2 separate regions of the Anas platyrhynchos genome follow, and region 1 is linked to region 2. Evidence: chromatin contacts called from public Hi-C data. All regions are on one chromosome and are shown on one strand. Each heading gives the region's core, a stretch centred on a gene start, on an enhancer-like site or on the middle of the called end of the contact. The rest is flanking DNA. Distances are from core to core; before and after follow the strand shown. Region 1 holds the start of LRRC1 (leucine rich repeat containing 1). Region 2 overlaps LRRC1 (leucine rich repeat containing 1).

Evidence for each region. A called contact is a pair of places that touch in the nucleus more often than the background predicts.
Region 1: a contact with region 2 is called in a Hi-C map of F5 follicle, with 2.2 times the contacts expected there. The contact joins the promoter of LRRC1 here to the enhancer-like site in region 2. A contact is called at or near these places in 3 of 8 Hi-C or Micro-C datasets (F5 follicle, small yellow follicle and subcutaneous adipose tissue).

What each region holds. Positions count from the first base shown.
Region 1 is chr3:96,044,815-96,051,123 of IASCAAS_PekinDuck_T2T, forward strand. LRRC1 (leucine rich repeat containing 1) reads right to left here and starts at 1,357. Exons shown (of 14, transcript XM_027455099.3): 1 at 881-1,357. The coding sequence starts at 1,039.
Region 2 is chr3:95,972,971-95,978,723 of IASCAAS_PekinDuck_T2T, forward strand. It overlaps LRRC1 (leucine rich repeat containing 1), which reads right to left. Exons shown (of 14, transcript XM_027455099.3): 14 at 4,052-5,336. The coding sequence ends at 5,178. Among named protein-coding and RNA genes, the nearest start is that of MLIP, 29 kb to the left of the region's middle. Within about 2 kb of position 2,896, at least 3 of the 8 cell types and tissues checked have an H3K27ac peak or open chromatin away from gene starts, as enhancers often do. A contact at or near this core is called in F5 follicle and small yellow follicle, where this site is marked.

The sequences.
Region 1 (6,309 bases), core at 107-2,606, 70 kb after region 2:
AGGACTTCTTCCTCATACTTACTCTCCTTACGTGAGAAGAAGTTTACGTAAGAGTAATGAGTGTGGAAAAAAGAAAAAAAAAAGTAATGCTGTTTAAGTTTTAGCGTGAACAGACCAACTTTGGTTCAGGCAGAAACAAGGGTGCTTTTGAGCGTGTTTCTGGCTACCAAGTTCGGCTGCTCAGCTTCCACGGCAGGGCGAGTTTCACACTCCGAGGTCCAGCTTCTCGATAACGCTTCCCCTCTCGTGTTACCAGCCACAGGCTTGCGAGGAGCCTGAAGTTTCAAGAGGAAGCTCTGAAAAATGCCCTTGGTTTACCAAGCCCAGCGTGGATCGCGCTGTGTGGCGGCCGGGTGGCCGAGTATCGCGCTGAGGTATCCTGCCATAAAGTTTCTCCAGCAAAGCCACCAGGTGCCAGCCTGCACGTCCCAAGCGCCGTGAAGCTGGGCTGAGAGAAGCGTTGCTTTTTATTATCAGAAAGCTGCATAAACAGGAATCTGGATGGGTTTTGTGGTGGTTTTTTTTTTTTTTTTGGAGGAAGCGAGGCGCTGACAAGCAAAGGGGGGCTGTGGCGATGGGAAGGCAGAGGCGCAAGGTAGTTTCAGGGAGTCGTGCAGAGGGACGTGCACGGTGCTGGCTGCCGAAGGGGGTGTTTTACAGCGGGGAGGGCTACGCTGCCTCCATTCCCCTCCTTTATGGGGTCGGGGTGAAAGGATCCGCTTGGGCTGGGGCGGGCCGGGCCGAGCCGAGCGGCAACCGGCGTGAAATGGCCGCGCTGCCCCCTCCCGCCCCGCGCTGCCCCCGGGCACCTGCCCGCACCCCCAAAGCCCCGAACACCCCCGGGGGGATTACCGGGGGGTCGTCTGCTCGCCCCGCTCACCTTGGGCAGCTCCCGGAGCTGGTTGGCGTCCAGCAGCAGCTCCTCCAGGCTGCGGCTGTAGCGGTAGATCTCCTCGGGCACGGCGGCCAGCGAGCAGTGCCGCTTGTCGATGGACTCCACATGGCGGTTGCAGCGCCACAGGGGGATGCAGTGAAACATCGCCGCGACGCCCCGCCGGGGGGGAGGCGGCGGGCAAGCCGCATCCAGCGGCCAGCAGCGGGGCCCCCGGGGCGAGCGAGGCGGCCGCCGGAGGCTGGCAGAAAGGGGACGGCCGAGAGAGCCGCGGAGCAGGGAGCGAGGAGCCGGGAGCGGCCGCCCCCCCCTCAGTGCTCGGCGCCGGGCCGCTGCCGTCCCCGCAGGGGCATCGCGGGGCGCCGGGCGCAGCGCTGCTGGCGGCCGCCGCGCATTCCCGCGCCTGACCCGGAACACGGCGGCCGCTCCCCCTCCTTCCCTGCCTGCCCTCCCTCCTGCTCTCCCTTCCCTCCCTCTTCCCTCCCTCCCCCGTCCCGCCTGACATCAGCGGGGCCCGCCCCGGGGCCGCGCCGTGCTGCCGGGGGGGTCCCCAGCCCGCCCTGCCCTGCCCGGGGGTCGCGGTCGCGTTTGGCTTTTCCCCGGTGGTTGGGTGCCGGGCAGGGTGACTGCAGGGACGGGACAATGCTGCTGTGGCAGACCGTGCCATTAATATCCATATATCTATATCTATCTGAATGCTGTTATCCTCAGGGCTTCCTGAAAGCGCTACCTGAGAGGAAGGTGTGGGGAGCCGGGGGTCTCCTCTCCTCACAGGTAACCAGCGACAGGACCAGAGGGAATGGCCTCAAGTTGCACCAGGGGAGGTTTAGGTGGGAAATGAGGAGACATTTCTGCTCAGAAAGAGCAGGCAGGCACTGGGACGGGTTGCCCAGGGAGGTGGTGGAGTCACCGTCCCTGGGGGTGTTCGAGGAAAGGTTGGACCTGGTGCTTAGGGACATGGCTTAGTGGGTGACATTGGTCATAAGGGGATGGTTTGACCAGATGATCTTGGAGATCTTCTCCATCCTCTATGATGCTGTGATTCTAAAATCCCCTTCCCAAACCCTCAGCCCACATCCAGAGCATCCCCGCCAGTTGGCTGCCCAGCGCTGGTCTGGGGAACCACATGGGGACATACAACACGCTCAGAAACAGGCATTTGACGTCAGAGTTTCTCTGAAATGCTCCGATTTTCTTGCCTAATTATCACTGCGTGCAGATACAGGAATGGGGCAAAGGGGGAAGTTCATCACAGCAGCCTCTGCCCCTGCATGCTGCTGAGAATACCCAGTCATAAAAGGGCAATTTTCTTCTTACCGGATAAATCTTGCGAGATAAACTTGGGTAATTTCTGTGGGAATCGCAGGGGTCTGCACACTTTTAGTTGTTAAAAGGACATTTTAGGACTGTGGACTGCTATACAGATTGCTAAGAAACTTTTTAAAAGTTACCACTGATATGCATTATTGTATAATAACACATTTCACACATATGTACCTTAAGGAGCTGTCAGAAGCAAGAATTTCTTCAACCAATACATTCAGTAATTAAAAAAAAAAAATCCATGGAAACTCCCAAAATCTAAATAAAGTATGTAAAGAAATCTGCTAATCTGTGTCCACGTGTGCTTATAAATAACAATAAATCTATGTCCACGTGTGCTTGTAAATAGGGTGGGTGTGCACCAGCATTCTCAGGCTGTCCCAACCCCTGGCCATGAGATTAGATAACCACGGGGCATAGAAGACAGGAGAAAATCAAACAAACGTGTTGAGCACCAGCGCAGGGCCTGGCAAAAGCAGGGATCCAGGACTCTGTCCCCAAGATCTCAGAGGTGGAAGGAAGAACAGCCAGCTGTAGTACTAAGAGGGTCTTGGTGGTCAGTTGGGCACTACCAACCTAAATGCAGTGACCATGGAGGCTCCTCGGTGACTCTCTCTCTGGGAAACCCTTCAAAGAAGCAGGACAAAGTGGAAGCCGTGCAGCAGAGGACTTGACCAAAAGAAAATGCCCCTCCTCTGGGAATCACTGCAGGAGTGCGGAGCTGGTGGGTACAGAAGCCGACACGAGGACAGAATGGTTGTCCCTGGGGCTTGTAAAGGGCTTGATCCTTTCTGGTGTGACATGGACACACAGTTTGGCATGAAGTGTCACTGATGCTGTCATGTGTCTCATGACTGGGTCTCACTGTGACAAGTCTGGACAGTAACAGGAGGGTGACAGTGACTGTGGGGTGAGCCTGGGTACTTCACTGAAGAATTAAGCAAAGTGTTTGCATGCTTCTCATGAGTGTCAGGCAGTCCAGGGGACAGCGTGATGACAAAATGCCTCAATATTGTTAAGCTCTCCCTTCACCATATAATACTTAGGAGCTTTGGACATCACATTTGGACCAGTGGCCCTGAAGATATAGCCTGTGGCTAAACTCATGGTATGGAAACAGGCATCAAGGAGGCTGAGAGGCAAACCAGCACCTTTGTTGAGGAAACACTATTCTCATAGCTGAAAGCATCATCCTGAACTTCAGCTTGTAAATAAACCCGTCCAGCTTTGGGAGGTGTAATGAGTTACTAGTCTCTATTGTCCTTTTGTGCTGAGAAATAGCAGCAATAAAAAACCCTTCCCTAAAACGAGGCCAATTCTCTATCCCCTTTGCCCAGAAGAAAAGCAACCTCATGTTGGGGTAAGTATTTGTGTGAGACGTCTTTGAAAAGGGGTGAGAAAGGAAAATGGTGATCTAATAAGGAGACTCATTAGCAGCACTTGGGAGAACCTACGTGCCTCCGTGAGCAAGCAGCAGGGGACAGCAGGTTGCCAGGATTTGTATGTGCACGTATCTGACAAACTTCTTACTTGGGGCAATTGTCCCCCCTAGGGCTCAGAGAAGTATTGCCCTCTCTGATAGCAGCAATCCTGCTGGTTTACACAGATCCATGGCAAGCCAAGGTGTGGCTCGCCTACAGAAGGAAGTGAGGGCTGTTGCTCTCCCAGTTCTGCAGGGGATTACCTGGCTCCAGACTGCCATTTGATAGCCATTCAGTTTGTTGTATTTTCACTTTTATTCTGACCTTTTTATGGAAGTCTTTTCATCTTTCTTTCTTTTTTTCCCTTCCTTCCTTCCTTCCTTCCTTCCTTCCTTCCTTCCTTCCTTCCTTCCTTCCTTCCTTCCTTCCTTCCTTCCTTCCTTCCTTCCTTCCTTCCTTCCTTCCTTCTCTTCCTTCGCTCTCTCTCTCTCTCTCTTCCTAGTGCTTCTCCAAGTACTTCAGTGCTCTTGTATACTGGTTGGCTTAATTTCAGTTCCTTGGGACAAACAGGCTTTATTTTACAACTCTCCCAACAACGCCCAGAGCCTGTATGAAATTTGTAAGAGAGGTAATCCCATTGCCTCCTTTGCTAGAGAAATTAACATCAGGAGCAGCTTCATGGATCGTTCTTGGCAGGCTGCTTTATTCAGCCTCAGGTGGACGCAGTCAGGTTTCTCTGAACTCAGCTTCAGAGGGGAATAGATGAAGTCTGCTCTCACCATGGTGCCACAGTTCACATCTCTTTCTGGCTGGGCAACCCACATCAGGCTTTGTGTCATTCACCATTGCTCTGTTAAACACTGTTAAGGTATAAACACAGGAGAATTTGTTATCAAACACATCCTTCTTTTAAGGAAGATTGATTCCTGAGAGCTGGTTGCACCCCCAGATATTCACAGCCCAGGTACAAGAGCAATCTCTCTGTGCAGGACTGCTGGCAGGGTTGTGTTGGATCACCCCACTCACTGCTGGGAATGGCAGTGGGGTATCAGCTTCACGTACAGTCACATCATAATTTAAATTTGGGAGAAAGGTCGTGACCGAAAACTTAATGCCTTCGACTATCAAACTGCCATCCTTCAGCCACTTCCAGATTGGTCTGGGTACAGAGGCAAGAACATCAGTGTTGAAAATCAGTGTTTCTCTTTCTAGACGCTGTCCTTCTATGTGCTCTTCAAGAAAAAAATACTTTTATGTGAGCTTTAAGGCTCTCAGACAATGAAATGTAAAATATAGATTAGGTTATGCCAACCTCAGGGAGAATTCCCCAAAGTTATTATTCAAAAGAAGCGAGAGCAAGGTCAGGCTGCAGATACTCCCTCCTCAGCACTGATCAGGCAGAAAGATCTCTGGTTTTTCTAAAGAAACACCCCATTTGTTTGCAGCACAAGCAGGCAGCATCACGTTTTGAGATACTTACAAAAGGCCATAAAGCACAGATACCCAGGAGTTGGGGTGAGTGTGGAGGAGGTGAGTGCTGCTCCAGTGGAGACAGGAATATTCAGTTAGAAATTAGCAGTAAGGAGCACTCTGGCGTGCAGAGATGGAGAGAAAAAGAATGGAGAGAAGCAGTTTTTAGCATAGATACTGTTTAAGTAGTTTGTAAAGTTCAGAGTTCAAAATGCATTTAAATTAACACTAGGAAAAATAATTATAAAAAAAAAAAAAAAGCAGGGCAAGTTCCTGAAGTCTCGTCTGCATTAGGGACTTTCTCCCTCCCCCAGCCACATTTCCCTACCGCCCTTAGAGAAATGGAGATGCAATTACAGAGCATGAAGAGGCTGGGGCAAAACAAGAAGAGCACAAAGAAGGAAAGACTCAAGTACTGCAGGTGACAGGAGCAGGCTGGGGTGCAACAACCCAGTGGTACTCTCCATACACAGCCTCTGATTGCTGCTGGAAAGTATCTACCCACCCCTCCACCCAAATTAAACGTGAATACTACGGAGGCACCAGCAAGCAGAAAGCCTGCAGAGCTGCTGAGAGCCAGGCCTGGCAGTGTGCTGGAGTTAATTAGCACTGACATACTTCTCCTCTCAGTTTTGCTGGCTGAGGACGCCAACCACATTTATTCTTCAGGTTTTGTTTAAATTGTTTAGAGGGGGTTGTACAAGCAGCAGGTAGGTGTAACTACGAAGCATTCCTCTATTGATTGCCGAGCTACCAATTCTGGTTACCTAGGCACAGGCCTCACGTCTACAAAGCTTTTGTGCGTCTGAAGTAACTGGTGTGGAATAATATGAACGTGTTATTCCTATAAAGCTCTACCTAAGAGTTGCGATGAATTACCAGCCTGTAACGCACAGCCTCGGTGGCACACGCTGGCGGCACGGCGTTTAACACATTCGGTGTTCCTGCAGCACTATAAATAGCAGCCACTTCGAGCAAGAGCTGCAGCATCTCTCCACCCCCACCCCCAAACAAATTGCTGACGATAACGTCACCTTTTATTTGAACACAATGAGCTGTAATCACATGAGGTATTACTCTGATTTAATCCTATTTGCTTCAGTTTGGTTTGCAAGGAGTGGCCAGTAATAGGCGGTTGTGTTGTATCCTATGGTTTCTTATTTCACACCAACTCTTGAGGGCTGACACCCATCATCTTCTTTG
Region 2 (5,753 bases), core at 1,646-4,145:
AGCATTCAGTCCTACCTCTGCATTATTCTGGGGATGCTTATAAATTGAAATTGAAGCTGCTCATGACTTGCTGGTATCTACAAGCTGCACGTGCACCCATGGATTTTGAAGAAAGTTACCACAGTCAGCATTCATCTGCTACAGAGAGTTGGTTTTGATTGATTGTTATCATGCCTTCAGCTCCAAATCCAGAGGTGTCAGTTAAAGACAACAACAGATCAGCACTAAGAGAGCAAGTGTCAAAGGTTACTGAACATCAGTTCTCAACTTCCTGGTATTTACTGAAAAGGAAGTTTCCTATATCCCTTCCCTGAACATCACCAAGGAGCTACAGTCCTTCCCACAGACAGTGCTGATGACATCCTTACCAGCCAAGGACCTTTCCTGTATAAAGGTAAGTGGCCTCTTAGGATCTGTGTTAATACTGATGCTGGTACACTCTCACCAGGCACGCCCTGAACAAGTCACAAATTTGAAACCAGACTGCTACAAATCCTTCCTCCTCGTTTACACAATCATGCAGGTTGGAAAAGACCTCCAAGATTGCACCTTTAACCTAGTGCTAAAGTCCACCACTAAACCATGCTACTAGGTCCTACATCTACATGTTTCTTGAAGGCCTCCAGGGATGGTGATTCAGTCGGGCACAGCACAGCCCAGCCACGCATGCTGAGCTCCTCAGAGCCCTCTGCCCTTGCTGAATCCAGCACTGGCCATCCTGTTAGCACAAGATCTGAATAAAAAGGGATAAAATGCATAGCGTCTCCAACACCTACCAGAAGAGCAGATAAGATGGCTCCTGTAAAGCAGCTCACAAAGCTGCCCTCAAACCAGGTGTGTGCTTTTCCGCTCCAAAAATCTCACATTTTTCATCACGCTGTTTCAAAGCTGAATATGTTCCTGAGCTCAGATTGAAAGAGGAAGGCGACATCCCGCTGAAAATGTCACAAACAGCTCAGGAGGAAGGGAACACCCAAAACATGTACTGATAGCCAACACCAGTCCCCTTTACCCATCTTCTCTGACCTCAGCCTAAGCATGGGAACCGACTCCTGTGTTTGACAGAAACCGAAGGTGGGAAACATTCTCATCAAGACAACTGAAAAATTGAAGTAATTTTATTTTCCATATGCAAGGCGAAGAAAGGCAGTGAGTTCTCCATTAACACAAGGTCTAGAGATTTATGATAAAGAGCACACGCCAGTCTCAGAGGGAGGTACGTCTTCACAGATAACCGTGTATTCAATTTTCAGGCTATATCAACTGACCATTAAAGTATATTAAAATAATTTACTTTACAAAAATTAAATTCCCAGTGTCATTACTCTCCTTCCAATGGCAGAATCTGTGAACACCAAGTAGTGAAATGTGTTAAGTAGCTGATCAGCTACAAATGGCTCGCCCAGCAGTGGTAAAGTACTGTTCCCATTAGACAAAAAACAGTCTGATCAGCTCGTCCTGGACACAGGCAAGTCATTTCCTGGAAAAAAACATCGGTATGCAAGTTTCCAGCACTCGCTTTACAACAATACACCAATTATCAAAAATATGGAATGCGAGCCAGAAAAATAATCGTGACATATAAATTATATGGAAACTGTGGAAAATGCCTGGGGCAAGAAAAAGGGGATGGAAAAATCTGTTGCTACACCAACTACTGCTTCTGCTTTCCTAAGCCTATGCAATTGTGCCTTTCAATAAAGTCAACTCGCGTGTAATAACTGACAGGTTAATATTAAACCCACTCCACCACTATGGTCAATTGGTTTTCCCTCGTTAACTGTTCGGCTAATAAAGCAGCATGCAAGTACTGCAGGATTCCTTCCCTTGCATAAACCAGCTCCCAAAAGAGTTGCAAAGCAATTTTAAAAAGCAGAAAAAGTTTAAGGGGAAAAAAAAAAAAAAAAAGTTATGCTTACAAAATTGTGTTCATTACTCAGGCTCCTCAAAGCATCAGAAAGATAAAGCCACAGACTGGGAAGGGAGAGCTCATGCTCTCAAGGACAGACAATTTCAGCATAATAAACAGCGCCAGCTTTTTCTGCCTATAAAACGCAGTTAAAATTGCCAGGACAAGTCTTATCAACACTGTGTAGAGTACAAAATGCCTTATAAAGTGGCACGCATACAGGCCATTCGAGAGATCAGAGGGACCACCACTGGTCTAGGCTACTGGTGTTTTGATCAGGTTGAGTGACAGGGAAGTCCCCCTTTTATGATAAAGCTGCTGTCACTCAAACGTTTAGGTTTTGGGGGAGAGAGAAGGTAGGGGACAGTTAGAGGATGGTGCCTCAGTGGACATCAACTCCTTTAACCTCTAGCCAAACAACTGTTGAATTATATTCGGAGCTCATTTTACTCTTTCTTACAAATCAGTGGAGGCAAACACCTTCAACAAGAAGTTCACATCACCTGTCTTAGGCTTGGATGACCACAGGGACACTAGACTAGCCAGCCAGCTTCTGGCAACAGGTTTGGATTTCCCATTCGCTGCTGTCCTTTCACATGTAGCTTACACGCCAGAGAAACCAAAACTAATATTCCTCCCACTACTCAAAAAGATTCCAGAGCAATTACTTATGTCAAAGCTGACGCAGCAAGTGCTGCCTGCCTTCTGGCTAGCTTTTGGATTGCAGCACAGTCTCCACAAGCCTGCCAGGGTCTACAGAAAGAAACTGCCTACTAGAAGAGTTCAGCTGGAAGGAGCCTTCAGAGATCAGCTAATCCAACTGCCTCATTTCTACACTCTAAGGTCTCCTCAGAGGGACCAAAAAGCTCATTTTTAGAATAGAATAATGATAAGGTGCTTTGTCATTAAGCTATTGCAAGGTTTACAGATTATTCCGACTTCGGCAGGAGGGAGTAGGTACACACAAGCTGTTAATTATTTTCATCTGACAGTGCATTAGGCAAGGCCCAAATCCAAGCTTTACACATTCATTTCATCTTGCTGATTGAGCTCTCTTGTTTATATCTGGAGCAGACGCTAAAAAACAAAACAAACCACAGCCTCTAAATGAAAAACATTATAGCTGTCACCACAGAGTACACAGTCTTGTTGCCTTTGTCTCTGGTCTGTCTTTTTTTAGGAACTAATTTCCCTCTCATTTAAATGGATTTGCTGAGGTTTACTTGGACTCTCCTTACAGTTTCCTATCCTTTTTAAGCTTTTGGATGTGCCAATTCCAGTAACTACTTTAAAAGGAAAGTTCTACTCAAAGTTGGAGTCAACTGTACCAAACCCTCATTTTCTTTCTCATTTTCCTTTAATAGCAGCTTACCAAGAACAAGTGGCAGAACTCTGCCTTGGGAAGAACGAAATTGCACTGTCCCTGCCTGAACTAACCTAACACCTATCAAACCACAGCAGCTCCTGCCAAAAGCTCAAGCCTCAAAGTGTAAATGAGGAATGACTGAGGTGAGAAGAAATAATGAAAAATCTAATATATTTTGCCAGTTTAGATTTGAATATTTGGAGATGGCTTGCAATACCTTGATACCCTGCTTGATTTCAAAAAGAAAGTAATGATGTTTGTAAAAGCCTCAACTTAAAAGTTATGAAGTTAAATTACAAAAATTATCAAACACTACAGGTTGTTAATTTTAACACAGAAGTTATCGTGACTCCCTCGATTTCCTCCTTTCCCATCTTCTCCCCAAAACTCTATGCAACCAACACTTGCTAGAAGAAATGTCTGGCAGAAGAAGGGATGCGGCTAGCCATACATGCAGATGTTGTCCTGTCTTCCATTTTGTTGAAATTTGGGTTCGTTGCATTAGTTCACACAAAACACGTCAAATCTTTGCTCTGAACTCAGACTGCTCAAGTTCCCATGATGAACAAGTCAGAGATCTTTGTTAGTTCACGGCACACACAGAACCCCATAGACACCAAAAATCAGTCTTTATCAGCCTTTTGTAAAATTGTTATTTACTGAATCAGCTCAGTTCATACTTACCTTTGTAAACAAACCAGAACCCACAGATATAATAAGACCTTGAAATCAGCATTGGACCACTCTAAGTGCAACACAGTAACAATGATTGTAAATTCTAGTATTAATCCATACATACTTTAATTGCTGTTTTAATGATACAATAAATATACCGAAGCTTTTAAAGATTTTTTTATTATGGTTTTATATAAGTATATAAAACCACCAAAGCACTTTAAAGAATCATGCTTTCTTGCGTAATACATAAAACTAGTTTCATACTGTGCTTCTGAAAGTCTATCGTGCTGTTTTTCAAGTTATTTTACAGATGGCACGTTTAAAAACAACAATGGAAGCATGAATTTCTAGTGACTGCAATGCAACATTGCATCCAAAACAAGATGTTTCCTTACAACTAAGTTAAAGTGTGAGTGCATTATGTAATAAACAATAGCAGTTTGGTCATTTTAATCTTAATTCCGTACACAACAAAACTAACATTTGTGTTTCACGAACTAAAATCCCATGACATAAACGTAAATTCTGTTTTGTAAAAATCTCAACAAATTACTGTCTGAAAAGAAAAACGTATCTAAAACAGAAGACCAAGTTCAGATCTACTCACTTTCTTCAAGGATTTCTATATTTAAGACTAGTATGACATATAAGACACAATAAGGCACAATGGGTGGTACAAACAAATGAGTACAGTTGTCCATGAAACTTGTTCTCTTCCACAAATACTAAAATATGTACCGCTCAAGATAAATTTTCTCTTAAAAATGAAATACATCGTTTTGTTATGAAAGTCCTATACAAAATTTTAAAATTTACACCATCTGAGCTGCCAAAAAAATAAAAAAAATTGTATCTTTTCCACAAAACTAAATTTCTCACCAGCACATCCAGCCACTGGGAAAAAGATATCCCAGCACTCTGGAAATGAAGAGCATTATTTCCCCTGTGTTTAAGACAAAAATATTGTATTCTGCATACAGTAGTGTATTATACTTTAAAAAGCGTAGTACTATTAAAATTACAATATTGATTTGGAAATTATTGGTTCACTGCCTGGATGAAATAAGGCACTTTCTTCCAGTGGGCAGCACTTTTCACATATATGGAGATGATGAATCAGGTTCTGGTTAAAAACAAAAAAGGGGTTCAGTGAGGTCCCAGGAGACGACAGGAACGTTTCAACAGCAGGGGAAGACACAGGAGGTAAAACCTGGAGATGAAATTCTACACAGAAGTGGTCACTCTGTCAATGGCATTATTGACCTCGTTTTTGTTTGAATCCAGTCCTTTAGCAGCATTCATATCATTCCGTAAATTCTCCACTGTCTTTTTCATGTTCTTTAATTCTCCAGGGTGTGGAGTGGCTCGCCTTAGAAGTGTTCTCTAAAAATAAACAGTGCAATAAGTGGTTTTGCCTTTGTCTCTTTGAAAAACAACATACACTTTCAAGGCTTTAGCATTTACATACCAAATATTAGCTATCGATTTAAAAAAAAAAAAATCCCCCCCTTTTCCTTTTCAAACTACTAAGCTTAATTTTTAAAGTTTTTATCATAGCTGCTTGTTTATGAAGACAGCGAAAGAGGTTTTAAGAACTGTCTAGGAGCAAATATTTTCTCCTCTTGACCTACAAATCTGAAAGCCACTCAAATGAAGTACAAGTTCCCGAAATTAAGACTTTCTTTAACATAGTCGGGATTTTTTTTTCTCAAAACCATCCAAGTGATTTAAGATTAAAAAAAAAAAAAAAAAAAAAAAAAAAAGATTTAGCTGGTTTTGAAAGAATCCAAAGAATCCAAC